2 separate regions of the Gasterosteus aculeatus genome follow, and region 1 is linked to region 2. Evidence: chromatin contacts called from public Hi-C data. All regions are on one chromosome and are shown on one strand. The core of a region is the stretch at or near the end of the contact, and the rest is flanking DNA. Distances in the headings are between cores, read along the strand shown.

Region 1 (6,859 bases), core at 2,310-4,809, 150 kb after region 2:
GACAACTAGTTTGATGATATCATTTTTAGGCCTGTGAACATCTGCTTTTCCTTGAATTGATTAGATCAATGAACTTGACAGTTATCTTTCATTTTATGGTAATTATTATAAAAACGTATTATTGGCATATTCGCTTGATGGAACAGGAGGAAGCTGAAGGAAATGCAAGCAGTTGATTCAATAATCGCTCTTATCACATATAACCATTTCCTGCACTTTGCCTCCAAACAGTTTTTTATGAGAACATTTCATCTACAAATCAAATGAATAGTTCTGTGAACGTTTTCATTCTATTCTATAGCCTTAGCTAACGCCGTGCATGCATAACCACCATTCACCATATAGATGTGTGGGATAATGTTGTTGATGCAATGAGCTGTAAACTGACGGGCAACCCGAGAGAAAGAAGGGATTATAGAGGGATTAGTTGTAATTTGGTTTAACTGTTAAAAAAGATGGATTCACCATCGACTTGTGTAACACTTGTTTACCAAAATGTCTCATTAGAAAAGAACAGCTGTGGGAAGACATTTTTAAAATATATATATATATTTTAAATAAATTTCAAGCATGCCAGTGTTGTCATTATTGTTCACATTGGTGCAAATCCACAAGGACCATAAATGTCCCTGTCCGTTCATGTTCAGCCGGAGTAACAGCGCTCAGTTGAAGCGAGTAGGTGTGACGAGTAGGTGTGATGTCCTCAGAAAACCTAAAACCGTGTTTTTGCAGAGTCCCCTTAGTTCTCACATAGAGGCAACAGAGTTTAGAAGAGTCCAGACCAAAATCAAAGCCAAAGCCTGCAAAGGTGGGGTTAACTCTGCCGTGGGATTTCTTTCTGGAGCTCACAAAACCTGAGTTTTGACGTAGTTGTCTCACGACCAAAAACGGAGATTCCATAGGTATAAACTTTATGGCCGAAGTTATGAAACGTATGAGGAGCTGAGAGAGGGAACCAGCTGAAAGCACTAAAGAATGGTTTGGAATGATAGGAGCTCCCTCTAGGGGTTGACTCGTGCTGCAGTAGATCATCGTCAGTCTGCTCCATCCCCTCTAACGTTCTCTTTGTTCTTTTGCATTCCATGTGATCATCCCGAATCCCCCTTTTGCAGAGATTTGATCCTCCATCCTCTAAAAATGGTCTCGACACAACGCCGACTGGCAACGCTATTGAATTACAGCAGGTACAACATGATGATCTCACACACCCACAACTTTTCTCTTTTCACTCCAACTGTGATGATCTCACACAGTCTCCTGCTTATCTACCAAAACACACACACACACACACACACACAGGTAAAGTCTTCCTTTTCTCCTGCACTCATCCATTTTCACCTGCAGCTGCTCTGCTCTTTAATGCAGAGAATGTGTCTTTCAGTCAGACTCTGTTTTTTCAACAAAAAGCACATTCACTCACACACACTAACATTATTTATATCTACCAGCGGTCCTATTATATTGCAGGCTCAATCTATAAGTCCTCTGCAAACTGTTTCCTTTGCCATAATGAGCAACAGCGTCTTATACATTTCATTTGAGCGAATGCACATGACATACTGAGTGGTTATCGGTGGCCATCATGCCTTCGTACTATACGTTACAACTTTAATTGCACAAAAAGTAAGGATAATATATTCGGCAATGGAATTACTTAGGCGCTGTGAGTTGAGCCTTCCTGATATCTCTTTTTTATCTTTGTCTTCCTTCATAGTACAACATGTAGCTTCCACTGCAGGAAACTGAAGCAATCCACAGTGCATTTCCACTCCACTGTAAATAGCTGCTTCCCTTTGCCCTCCCAGTGGCTGTCTCCTTGCAGTGCCGGTCTCTCTCTGCTCTGCTGCCATGCTCTTCCCTCCTTTCACTCTAGTCCTTCATATATAATGCATGTAAAACAAACAGCCATGTCAGAGTCACTCAAATGCATATCGTCCCTGCGCTGCTGCTCCATTGACCCGGAGAGTTGGGGTTCACATCAAATATTACAGCAAATATACGTGCACGTACTGTACGTAAGAGAGTATATTTGTAAAAATCACATAGTTATGGACAATCTCTAATTGGCAAGGAAGTATAACCAAGCAGCTGCTTCTGAAGCGATTTGTAGAGTGGATACTTATTCAAAGGAGAAAAGTCTCTCTTATGTTGGAAAGGAGTTCAATTCATGTGCACTTTTTTTTTCTTTGTATACACATACACGTGTATTGTTAAAGTAATGCTTGATGCTATCGAGAGAAACGTGGAACCAAATAGGTTTGATTTCCCTTTCCTGTTACTTTACATATAAATCCAATTTCTCGCTCGAGGCACGGAGGGATAAGCTGCTGCGCTGGCTTGCTCCTCAGTTATGTACCCGTTTTGTGTACAATTTTCCAGGTGCAGAGGTCTGCAGAATAGATCCAGAGCCACTCATGAGGAAACAGCACTACACTCCATCAGCACTGTGGAGTGTCCACGCTATTATACCATCCAGCACCAGCATGCACATACAAATAGAGTTTACCACTTGACATAGAGTGAGACGAGGCCTGAAAAGCTCAAGGGTATGAGTGGTATTGCACTCGATCAGTGGCAGAGTGAGTTCATTTTCCCATCCCGGACAGAATATGCTCCACTGTTGCTGCGGTGATTGAATGTCAAATGACTAAATGCACATTTCACAGGCACATTATACATCATTTGGAGTATATATACATGTATATTTTCTTCGATCAGTAGATCACCTGAGCTTTCAGTGTTGTCTTTATGATGTATCTTCTCAAGTTCACGTATGAAAATAAGGCAAATTTATCACATAATAAAGTTGTTATAAAGTACATAAAGGATGGATGGTGCATTCCTCTTTAACAGTGTCACCTGGTGAGAATAAACAATAAGAACAAATGATGCTTCTCTTTACTCTTTCCACCCTCTATAGGAAAAGAGAGAAAACTGAATTTATTCAGACAACTAATACACACGGTGACTCAGAGTGCATACAGTGTGTGGATGAAATGGGCTTCAGAGGCTTTTCCTCTCACGCAAAGCAAATATCTGTCCAGGAATAAGATATTGATTTCTCATTTCCCAGAACTGAAGCTGAATAAACACGCTAAGCCCACGTGTGACCGGTGGTGGCTGATAATTGTTGACCGGTAACAGTCAGAGGCCTTGGGAGGAAATGTTACAATAAACCCACATGTGCTGTGTGTCCTTCATCATTCACGTGGACGTGCACGTTCCGGTAAACACGCACGCATCTGTTTCATTGTCATTCAGTGAATCTTTTCTGCTCAAACAAATTAATCAAATGTTTTTTTAATTTTATTTGACAGCATTCTGCTAACAGAGTATGATCAACAACAGATTTCTTGGAATGAACATGAATTTCTGAAAGGGAGAGAAGCCAGTTAGTTTAGTGGAATTTAAATCGGTATTAACAGCAAAAGGGAGTTTTTGTCTCAGGAATGTGATTTAATTCCAAATCAACAACATTACACATAGATGGAATAGATTAGATTAGATAGATAGATAGATAGATAGATAGATAGATAGATAGATAGATAGATAGATAGATAGATAGATAGATAGATACATACATACATACATACATACATACATACATACATACATACATACATACATACATACATACATACATACATACATCTTCATTATCTTTATCAAAAGATTGTGTGAATTTTGTCCTGAAAATATATTAAAATAAGATTAAGATATGTGAGGGCCTTTCTCGGTAGCGTTTGCAAAGCGCGATCAATTCCACCAGATGTCCCTAATCCCTCGGAGCCGCTGCAGATTGTAACAGCAGTGAACTCGTTCATCCGCTGGATGGAAGCACGGTGACATTAACGCGAAGCGATGCACAGGAAGGAAGGAAACAGGCAAAGAAGAGAACGCGTTTGAAGCGGTCAGGCAGGCGGAGAGAAACGGTTGCCCGCCCGTCTGTTTGCCCCCGAAAAAAGCGCCTTACTCCGGCTGTTGCTACGTGGTAAGAGTCTGAATGTGACTGGATGTGGTTTGTGTGAGTCAGCGTGAAGCGCATCTGGTGTCGGAAGAAGCTTCGCGCGCGGAGCTCGCGGCAAACCAGGAAGTCCAGACGCGGGAATAATGCCGCGTTAAGGGGTTGTAATGTACTTTCACTACCTGCGTAATACTGCGTTGACATACAAAACATTTTTTCTTTTCTTTCTCAGAATTGTGTATATGCGCTATTAGTTTTATTATCCATACATTAACTTAAATGAGAAATACGGTAACGTTTTTTATTTTTTAACTTTGTCATCACCAGGGTTACTTACTTTTACAAACCATCTGTACTATGTACAGGGGGGGGGGACATACACATTATTGGGCAACAAAATGCAATAGATAGAATTAGGGTTGCAACATTCCGGTAATATTCAGAGTTGGCAACTATCCATGGGAGTATACAGGAATTAACTGCAGGTTTCGGGGTAATTTAGCTGCATTTACCTTGTCATATATGACAAACCAGATAACATTTTGTCATGAGCAGACATGCATGCATACATTTCTAATACACAATTTTAAAATGACTTTTTGACTTGATCCATTCGTGAGTAGAACAAAAACATGAACGTTGAATGAAATAGCGGATTCCCTATGATCGCCCCGTTTTCAAACCGCTGTTGAATGTTAAGGGAGGTGATGGTGTACTGTTGTGTGGACATGTATACATCCTACTTTCACTGCTGTAAAAAGTAATTGTATACAAGTAAACTTTGTATTAAAAGGAACTTTGCTTCAGTCTACCAAGTTATCAATATGCTCAGTAATGACAAAGACGCTCGAAAACAACACAACGTTTTATGTTCGCGTTTCTTGCTGCATTCAGGGTCCAGCTGAGCAAGGTTTGCATAGTCTTGTTTTCAACGTTTAAGTCACCTGTTATATGCTTTTGCAAAATAAGTTCCAGAGCTTTACTTTCTGGAAATTTACCAGAAACTCTTTTCCCCTTTACAATAAAGATGACCTGTCATCATTCACACCACTGAGGTTAAGGTTCCATTGCTTAAAGTACACCATGATCTCATTGTGGGAACCCAAATACCTAACTGAGGACTAAAGATAACGGTTCTGTTGAATAGATTCAATTGCTTTTGGTTTTACAGTAAATTCCTATTTGATCTGCACTTGCATTAAAATAATTCATCATTAATTTATTTTTCTATTTAAGTGACATTCAGCCATGGCGGGGGAACCAGCCGCCGAAATCCAACTACTCCGAAGCCTGAAGGCCAGGCTGATAGAAATTCTGAGTGCAGATGCCGATTTCGTCCTCCAGCATGCAGACTCTTCCTCATTGCTGTCCAATAGCGGCTACCAGCAGGTGAGAGCTCGCACTGTTCCTCGTGAGAAAGTGACAGACCTGCTGGATCACATCATCCAGAGGGGTCCTGAAGAAGCACGGGGTCTGCTGGAACTGCTGAAGGGACCGGCACTGCAGGAAACCTTCCCAATGCTTCGCTTTCTTAAGGATGGGAAGATAAACACACCGTCTACAGGTTGGCCGACGCGTGTTCAGCACTTTCAGTAATCTTGTTATGTGATTCAGGTAGTTTCCCATGTTGAAAATAATGTGTTGTCTTTGGAAGGTGTACGACTTCCTAACTCAGAAGATACCGTTCCATCCAAACAGATCTGCGAGAAAAGTGAGTCCAATTACATTCAAAACTATTCCCTTTAAAGCACCATGCAGAACTTCACCTCGTGTGTCCGTCTCATTTCACAGGCCCTGGCTTAGTTAAGGAGAGGCAGCTGATGGAGGTTGCTTGTGCCATCGGCAACTCTTGGAAGAAGATCGGCATACTCGCTCTGGAAATCCCCGCTTTGAAGCTGGAACAGATTGAAATAGACCAGACGCAACATATCGACAGAGTGTTTCAAATGCTGCTCTTCTGGAGAACGCGCCAGAAGATGAACGCCACCGCTGCTCACCTGCACAGGCTGCTCAGTCAGGAACACTGTGGACTGCCACCCGAAAGCATTACCCCACTGTTGGAGGGTGACTGACGGCTTCACTTTCTAGTACTTGAGAATGCAACCATATCTTACCTGCGAATGAGTGTGTATCTCTGGTCTCATATCAGGAAAAACAACACTTGAAGACGTTTGTACTGGAATGGAATAAACCCAGTGTAATTTGGTACCACTGAGGCCTTTAGCTCAAGGTTCCTTGTGTATAGAATATGTATAAAATGTTTTCAGCCTGATGTTTAAACTGTAATTTCACTAGACCAAATCATGTGACTAGAATAGAGCTTGTCTGGCCAATTGTGACGCCTTTGCGCTCAGATATTCGGTTCCGGTCAATGAGCTTCCTTTTCTACTTTTCTCAAACAGTTTTATATTTAGCTTTTTTTCATGTTGCAATAATACAGAGTTTTGTTTTAACAAAAGTTCTTTGCTGAGAGAACAGTTATTTTATTCCGTCACTGCTGATTAGTCTCCTTCCAGTCAAGGAAACAACTGAGCAAAGCACATTTTTTAAGATGGTACACTAGTGCCTTTGAAGAGGAGGATGAATCCTATTGCTTTCTTTTTTAGGTTTTCTTTTTTTACCGGATCATTTGATGTATAGGTAGAGTTTGTGATGGGATATGTAGCTTTCTGTGAATGGGCAGATGTTTAGAAGTTTCTGCCTTGTGCCATATTGATCTAAATATGTGCCTTTAAATGTACCCAAATTAACTTGTTTGATTAAACTCAGGTCTGTCTTGGGATAGCAACTCGGTGGCTTTGTTCCTTGACTACATTCCTCCTCCTCTTTTTTTTCCACCTCATTGGGGACAAAGGTCAACTCCTTCCCCCTACTACAAAAACTCAACCATCCTAA
Region 2 (6,721 bases), core at 1,668-4,167:
CGTAAATGACATTTAACGCGGCAGAAAGCAGATCCGCATACGGTGTGTCTGGTACGTCTGTCATGTAATCTTAATGCGGCTAACTCTAGCGTAGTTGATGCTAATGAGAGTCTCAAGCAAGACTCATGGAGCTTTCATGCTGCGATGCAAGACCATCAATTAGCAATGAGGGCAGAGACTGATCTCTCGTGCTCATCGAGGCTTTGAAGGAATTAGTCTGTTTGAACATTTACATCTTTCAGGGAAAGAAACAGAGAACATGGGATAGAGTTCAAATGCTACGGTGCGCCCTGCTGCTATTTCGGGAAAAGGGTTCTTTGACGAGGGCAGCTCGGTCTTTCAACTCCACTAACGGTCTGTGATGAGTGATCTGCCGCAACTTTCTTTTAAAGCCGTAGATCAAATTCGTCTAAAAAGCACAATTTACATAAAAAGAAATTGCTTATTCATCTCTTTCGAGTTTATAAATGAATTTCTCAGAGAATTCTCTGCAAGTGGATACTTTCAGGATACCTTTTTTGCTACTTTAAGTTTTCCATGGAGTCAACGTATGTCAACGCCTGTTTAGTCCCTTTCTTCTGGGGATATTCTACATGGAGGGAGTGGGGCGGTGGAGGCCGACAGACAGAAGGAGACACACAGAAAGACGGGGGGGAGTGAAACAGCCCCGAGGGCCAGCGAGAACAGAGGAGCTGCCCTCCAAATGGGTAACACAACGAGCAACAAGGAACAACAACGGTGACGGCTACACCTTCCAGCTGCCGTCTTTCATATGCTAATGGCGGTATTACTGCCTGCCAATGCAACACGGAACACAAGGTGTGCGTTTCTGGGTGTGTATTCCAAATGAAGAGATGCACGCAGCACTCAGAGCCACGTGGTTTTTCTAATAAGAGTCCTCTGGCGAGGCTTTTAAACAAAAGCACAATTGTACACATAATACCGTGTAAAAAAGCCTTCATCTTTACTCTGACGTTTTCAGGTGACAATCAAATGTTTCAAATGCCTGACATACTATGGTGTACTGCTCATCCTTTGGCTACAGTAGCTATAAAAATCGACTTTCTTACACACTGATGGGCTGGCTGAGAGGAACAACCTTTGAAATGATGAAATATTGTTTTTTTCACATGTTCTCTGGGAGGTTTTGAGTGTGGCCTCTGCTCCGTGGTAGATTGTCCGAACTCATTAGATGCTATATGAAAGGCCAGGTGGCATCTTCTCCTGCCTTTAAGGATTATCTCATCGTCCGCCAGCATATTTCTCCATTTCAGTTGTTTGGTTGAGCTGATTTCCCTTCAGTGATTCAAGGGAACAAGCAAACGTGATAAGATTATTTGGAGCTGCTTTATGAACATGCCCACGTAGCTGTGTGAATGTGTGTTAGCATGTGCCTCTCTATGTGCGCAAAAACACGACTCCCAAGGGCTGTCATGTGATCCGTAAAGCTCTTCTCTCAGTGGGAATTAACTATTTATTCTGTGACAGAAATCCACCAGGCACTCTGATTGGTACATGTTAAATCCCGCCCTGTGTGATTGGGAGTTCACCAGCTGGCGTGCGTGCATGCGTGTGCGTATTCATGTGCGCGGGTGAGGATGGACTTGTGCAAATGTCACAGATCCCAAAGGAATGAGGTTGATTTTGAGGTGTTACAAGTTAGTAGCCCATTGATCCGGCCTGCATGTGCGTTTCTGTTTGTCATCTTGGAATCCACATCCTGAACTTTGCTGCCAGAGCCGCATAGAAGACGAATCCGAAGGCGTGGCTATCCGTAATTCCCCCATCTCACTAGAGCGGAGAGAGAAAGAGCAGTGGAGAGACAGACAGAGATGGAGAATGTTTTGCTATATTAAGAAGATAATACAAAGGAATCAAAGAATGAGAAATAAAACAGTGTGAGAAAGAGTGAGGCAAAACGAAGAGGGGAATTCAGTAATCCGAATTCTTTGTCAGAGTGACAGATTAGCTCACTGGGTGAAATGATGTATGACTGGCACCAAGCCTTCTCACATGCACACGCGCACAATCACGCCCTCACTATGAATCACCCACGTGTGCAACCGCACACCGTCACCTCCATCACGCCTCACAGACACACAGACTCTGAACTGCCTGGTTTCTGTGGCCTTGTTCATCTGCTAGAGAAACAGATAATATCTATTACTTGTTTCTCAAGCACACAGACAAGACACAAAAACACATTGGTGGGGGCACCCACCTACACACACACAAACACACACACACACGCACAGTCACACACACAGTTACACCCTAGAGCCCGCGGGGCTGCTTCCTCAAATGGACTGCAGAGTCACAGAGTCTGGACAAAGTCATTTGTTGTGAGTAAACTTCCTTGAACAGCTCAGGTTGTTCCAAGCAGTGGAAGACCACACATACACACACCCACACAAACACTAACACACGGGTCAATTTGGCCGGGCACGGTGTCGATCACCCCTCTGCGCCTGTTGGTCTAGTCTACGGGGAAAGGCCCATAGCTCAGCTGACGTGAGTTCAATTTAATTTGAACTTCACACAGCCGCGAGAGGGAGAGAGGCGAGGGAGGGGGGGGGTCCAAATGGTTTTGTCCTTCTTGAAGTGACACAAACATTTCAGGCTTTCCCAATGTCCATCCCCAAGAGAGCAATTGCTGACACATGACGGCTGGTGCTGGCTGGTGTGTGTTTGTGGTTGCTGAAGGGGCCTACAATGGCCCATGCCTTTTTCTATTTGTCTGCCAATCCATGACAATTATCACATCTCCAACAGCAACACGCATATTCTCCTTCACATCACTTGCACGCGTGTCATCTGCATGCATCGCATGCTCCTTCTCCCCTCAGCTGGTCGCCTCTTCGGGCCGCTAGGGGGCGCTGCTCCGCTTCACAGGCGCAGCCGCGCTCCGGTGTCTCGCAGGCGCGCAGGCGGCAGCGCGCCGACAGTCGGCCCGACTCCCCCGACCGGACAGCATCGCACCTCCGTCCAGTCACACTCCGCTACGTTCTCGTCGCTCCCACATCAGGAGGATAAACAAGGGGTCCCGCGGTGCAAAAAAACACAACACAACAACAGGCTGTTGGAGGACGTTCTAAGTTGGATGTTTCTACCATGTTGCTCTGTCTTAATAACTAAGTTTCCCGTCTGAACCGTTGGGTAGAAGCGGGGCAAAGGAGCGGAACTTTGAGGAGGACCTTTTTTTTTTTTTTTTTTCTTGCACCGGAGTAACCGCTGCTTTTAACCCAGGAGGGTCGTATCCGCCACGGGCTTCGTTTGCTCTCTTGCCCGGCTGTGGAGTCGGAGGCTATGGTGTAACTTTTGCGGCTCCAGTCGAACCCGCGCGGCCCGGTGTGAGGGAGTAACCGTTTTATGGTACCGGAGAGGGGATGCCAGCCTCTCCCCCGTCTCGGATCGCGGAGCCGCTATGAGGAGAGAGGATCACCTGCTGGGCTAACAGAACACGGTCACACCTCACCGACAGGTACGGGTCCCCGGCGTGGTGCCTGCAGACAACTGCCTGGTCTGTGGATTGTTTGCAGCGTGCTGTAGACAAAGTGAAATAGTGAAACACCTGTCAGGCGAGATTAATATGTTTGATGACAACCTGGTCGTTTTTTTTGTCTCCGAATAACTGATGGACATAATAGAGAACACTTCGTTCATCCGTTCCAATTTGGAGATTTTATAAAGGCATTAGAATTTAGAAAAAAAGAGGAAATATCCCATCAGCGTACCCTGACATGGTATGAGATTTATTATCGATATAGGGATTTTATAGCAAAACAAATTGTTGTGGCTTTCAGGTGTTGCACCTCCCCTCTTTCTAACGCGCACAACACAGGGTTGGTCCGAGCTGTGCGTAAACGGGCATGTGGCACCGGGTCCAGCGCGGTCTGTGTCACGCAGAGCTCACCTCGTTTCGACTACTGCTTTGTGAATTCCCGTCCATTCAAGTGAAAAGCTATATTGCTGCAATCAACAGCATGACAGGAACATGTAACTCATCAGCCTGAACGCAGTGGTGGGCTCTTGTGCAGCAGCCCCATGGCTCACCTCATGTAGATGGTAATTCTTAAGGTGACCATTATTGGCGACAGTGCTTCAGTTTGGTGGCCGGGTGGAGGCTGTAAGTTGTTACACTGACTTCTTTTAGCTCTGGATGTGATCTCCTGTTAGAGGTAATGTCTTTAGGAGCAATAGCTGTCCTCTTACACAAGTTATCCAATTATTTTTTGTGAGCTTTCCAACCGAACATGAATCAACGCGAGCAATCATTGCAACTCATGTGCAAACCCTTTATTTAGGCAAGACAAGTGCTTGAGAAAAAAATAATGTGTTTTGGGTTAAAATGGCATTATTTAGGTTTGTAGGTTACGGTTCCTTCTGGTTCCAAACGAGATCTGTTTGGTGACTCCACCATCAGTGTGAGAACAGCCTGCATGTAGCATGTGTCGTTCCTAATCATGCTTTTTGGCTTTTCTTGGCCTTTTAAGGACCGTGACATGTTTATAAACCCAGTGTTTGTGGCTAAAAGGTGATTTCATTGAAATAAAGGCGGTCATCCCACGTGTGGCCATATTTTTGACATCTTTCAGTTCCATCTGTCTCTGTCTCCCACTCTCACGAGCCCCTGCAAGGAACATAGAAGAGAAAATGGAGCAAGGGAGAAAATAAGAGAAAATTGAGCGAGGGAGTTACAAAAAAAGCAGAACTAACCGTGAGACTTGATTGACAGGACAGCAGCAATGCAGTGGGATGTCAGATTTTGGGTACCAAGATAGGGTGCTGAGGTATGTATGGAAAATACAAGAATGCACTAAAGGAAACACACAAGGGGTCACAAGCTCCTAAAATGTTCTCAAATATACTTTTAAACAGGCTGATGAATTCCTTCATGAAATGTTAAAATGTTTTCGTGCCCCACCTCCTTTACTGTCAGGTGGAAAAGGGGCTAGTCTGTAGACTTTGTTCTGCTACATGTTTCATTAAATGAAAAAGAGAGAATGGATGAAAAGATGGAGGAGGACAGAGGAAAGAAGAAGAAGTTACTTTCAAGTGAACATAATATATTAGAGTTTCATGTTTTAACAAATTGACATGCATTCATGCGACCTGTATCGTCTTTTGAGCCATGTCATTTAATACACATTAAGTAATCACAGCCTGTTTTCTGTGACAGCTGGATCTACATTGGTGTCAGTGAAAAGGTGACAGGAAATAAGGGAGAGAGATCCAACAAAGGTCAGAGTGGGCGTCCTAATCGCTGTGCCGCAGGGACGCCCCGGTGCATGTTTACTTCTGGAAAACCAAAAGCTGTGTTTGAAGCGTGATGTAGAGGATACACTGATTTGCAAATCAGCAGAGTCCGCAGGACTTGTTCAAATTGGACCATTTTATCCCGCCTCCTCATGGCAACATGATCAAAAGCTAACATGAGCTATCCTTAAAATACAGCAAGTATTCCTGTTTCCGTAATCCACAATTTCCTTACAGTATGTCTCTCACTTGCACTTTGAGCAAATATTCTTCTTACATGTCTCTCTCTTCTACCAATAAGCCCTATGGGTAACGGGAATACTGTCAAAGCTGCTCTCAAGATAGATGGAGAGAATGACAAGGACACGGAAAGCAACTTTGCCTTGGAAGTAAACTAAAACAGTGGTGCGACAAACAGCAGAGAACTGTGCAGAGGAATTACTCCATGTGTCAAACAGAAGGGGGGTGAGTGGCAAACAGACCACTTAAAGCACTGCTATGATAGCTGCTAGGCTAAGCTTGCTGCTATGCTACTTCCATCTCAACATCTAACGTTACACTGCGGGGCACACAGTCTGCAGAAGACCACCACTGTGTCCCTAAAAGACGGTAGTTTGAAAATGTCCTGGCTAAATGTGGGGAGATTGTTGGCACTTCAAACACAGCCGTTGAATGACGGAGAATTGAGAGCAAAGTGCACGAGAGCAGCAGGAAGAGTCGCTAGTTCAACATGTTCCACCAGGTGGAATTCTGCCTCCAAGATGATCAATCGCGTGTAGTTTTGTGTTTAAAATAACATTAACAATTAAACAACAGTGTCTAAAATACACACTTTCTAGAGTGATTACTCATTTAAGATTCAGTCTTTAGAAGAAAAACTAAATTTTAAAACATTAATTAATCGCCATTAATCGAGATGAATTTCAAAATGTGCGATTAATTAGTTTTTTTTTAATCTATTGACAGCCCTAGTAAAAAGTGATCTTGTTCTTGTCCAACCACCTCCCGTAGCTGTGCATGATGCGTGACGAATAGGGGATAATTCATAACGAAAGAAAAAGAATGAGAAGTCGGAGCAAGTGAGGCAGAGACCAAAACAGACCCACACAGAGAGGGGGAGAGGCAGAGGGGAAGTGAAGAAATCTACAGGGGATAAATCAAATAAATAAAAAGCATGTGTCCTATAAAAGGTGTCCTGTATTTCATTGGCCACCTCCAGTAGCTGTGTGTGGTGTGCCGAGGCCCAGGGGGGCCGAGCAGCCACTCTAAATGTGTGTAACCCACATGGAGAAATTGTTTCTAGGAGATCAGGCCCTGTAAATTCATTCCTAGCCGGCAGCCCTGTTCTTATCCCGCCTCCCAAAGGTGAGCTATCACATCCGAACATATATTTTTTAGATTCTTTCTCTTTGCACGCATATACAGTTCACACAAATCCAGAGTTTTCCACCAAACACACACACCC

What was found. Hi-C and Micro-C count contacts between places; a contact is called where the count stands out from the background.
Region 1: a contact with region 2 is called in a Hi-C map of skeletal muscle, with 7 times the contacts expected there. The contact joins the promoter of LOC120829445 here to the promoter of LOC120829789 in region 2. A contact is called at or near these places in 3 of 6 Hi-C or Micro-C datasets (liver and skeletal muscle).

The regions. Positions count from the first base shown.
Region 1 is chr2:10,164,492-10,171,350 of fGasAcu3.hap1.1, forward strand. It overlaps LOC120829445 (death domain-containing protein CRADD), which reads left to right and starts at 3,560. Exons shown (of 3, transcript XM_040193545.2): 1 at 3,560-3,991; 2 at 5,201-5,528; 3 at 5,756-6,752. The coding sequence starts at 5,213. The coding sequence ends at 6,036. LOC120829724 (cysteine sulfinic acid decarboxylase) reads left to right here and starts at 6,781. Exons shown (of 14, transcript XM_078091305.1): 1 at 6,781-6,859.
Region 2 is chr2:10,016,774-10,023,494 of fGasAcu3.hap1.1, forward strand. It overlaps LOC120829789 (chemokine-like protein TAFA-2), which reads left to right and starts at 2,918. Exons shown (of 5, transcript XM_040194230.2): 1 at 2,918-3,481.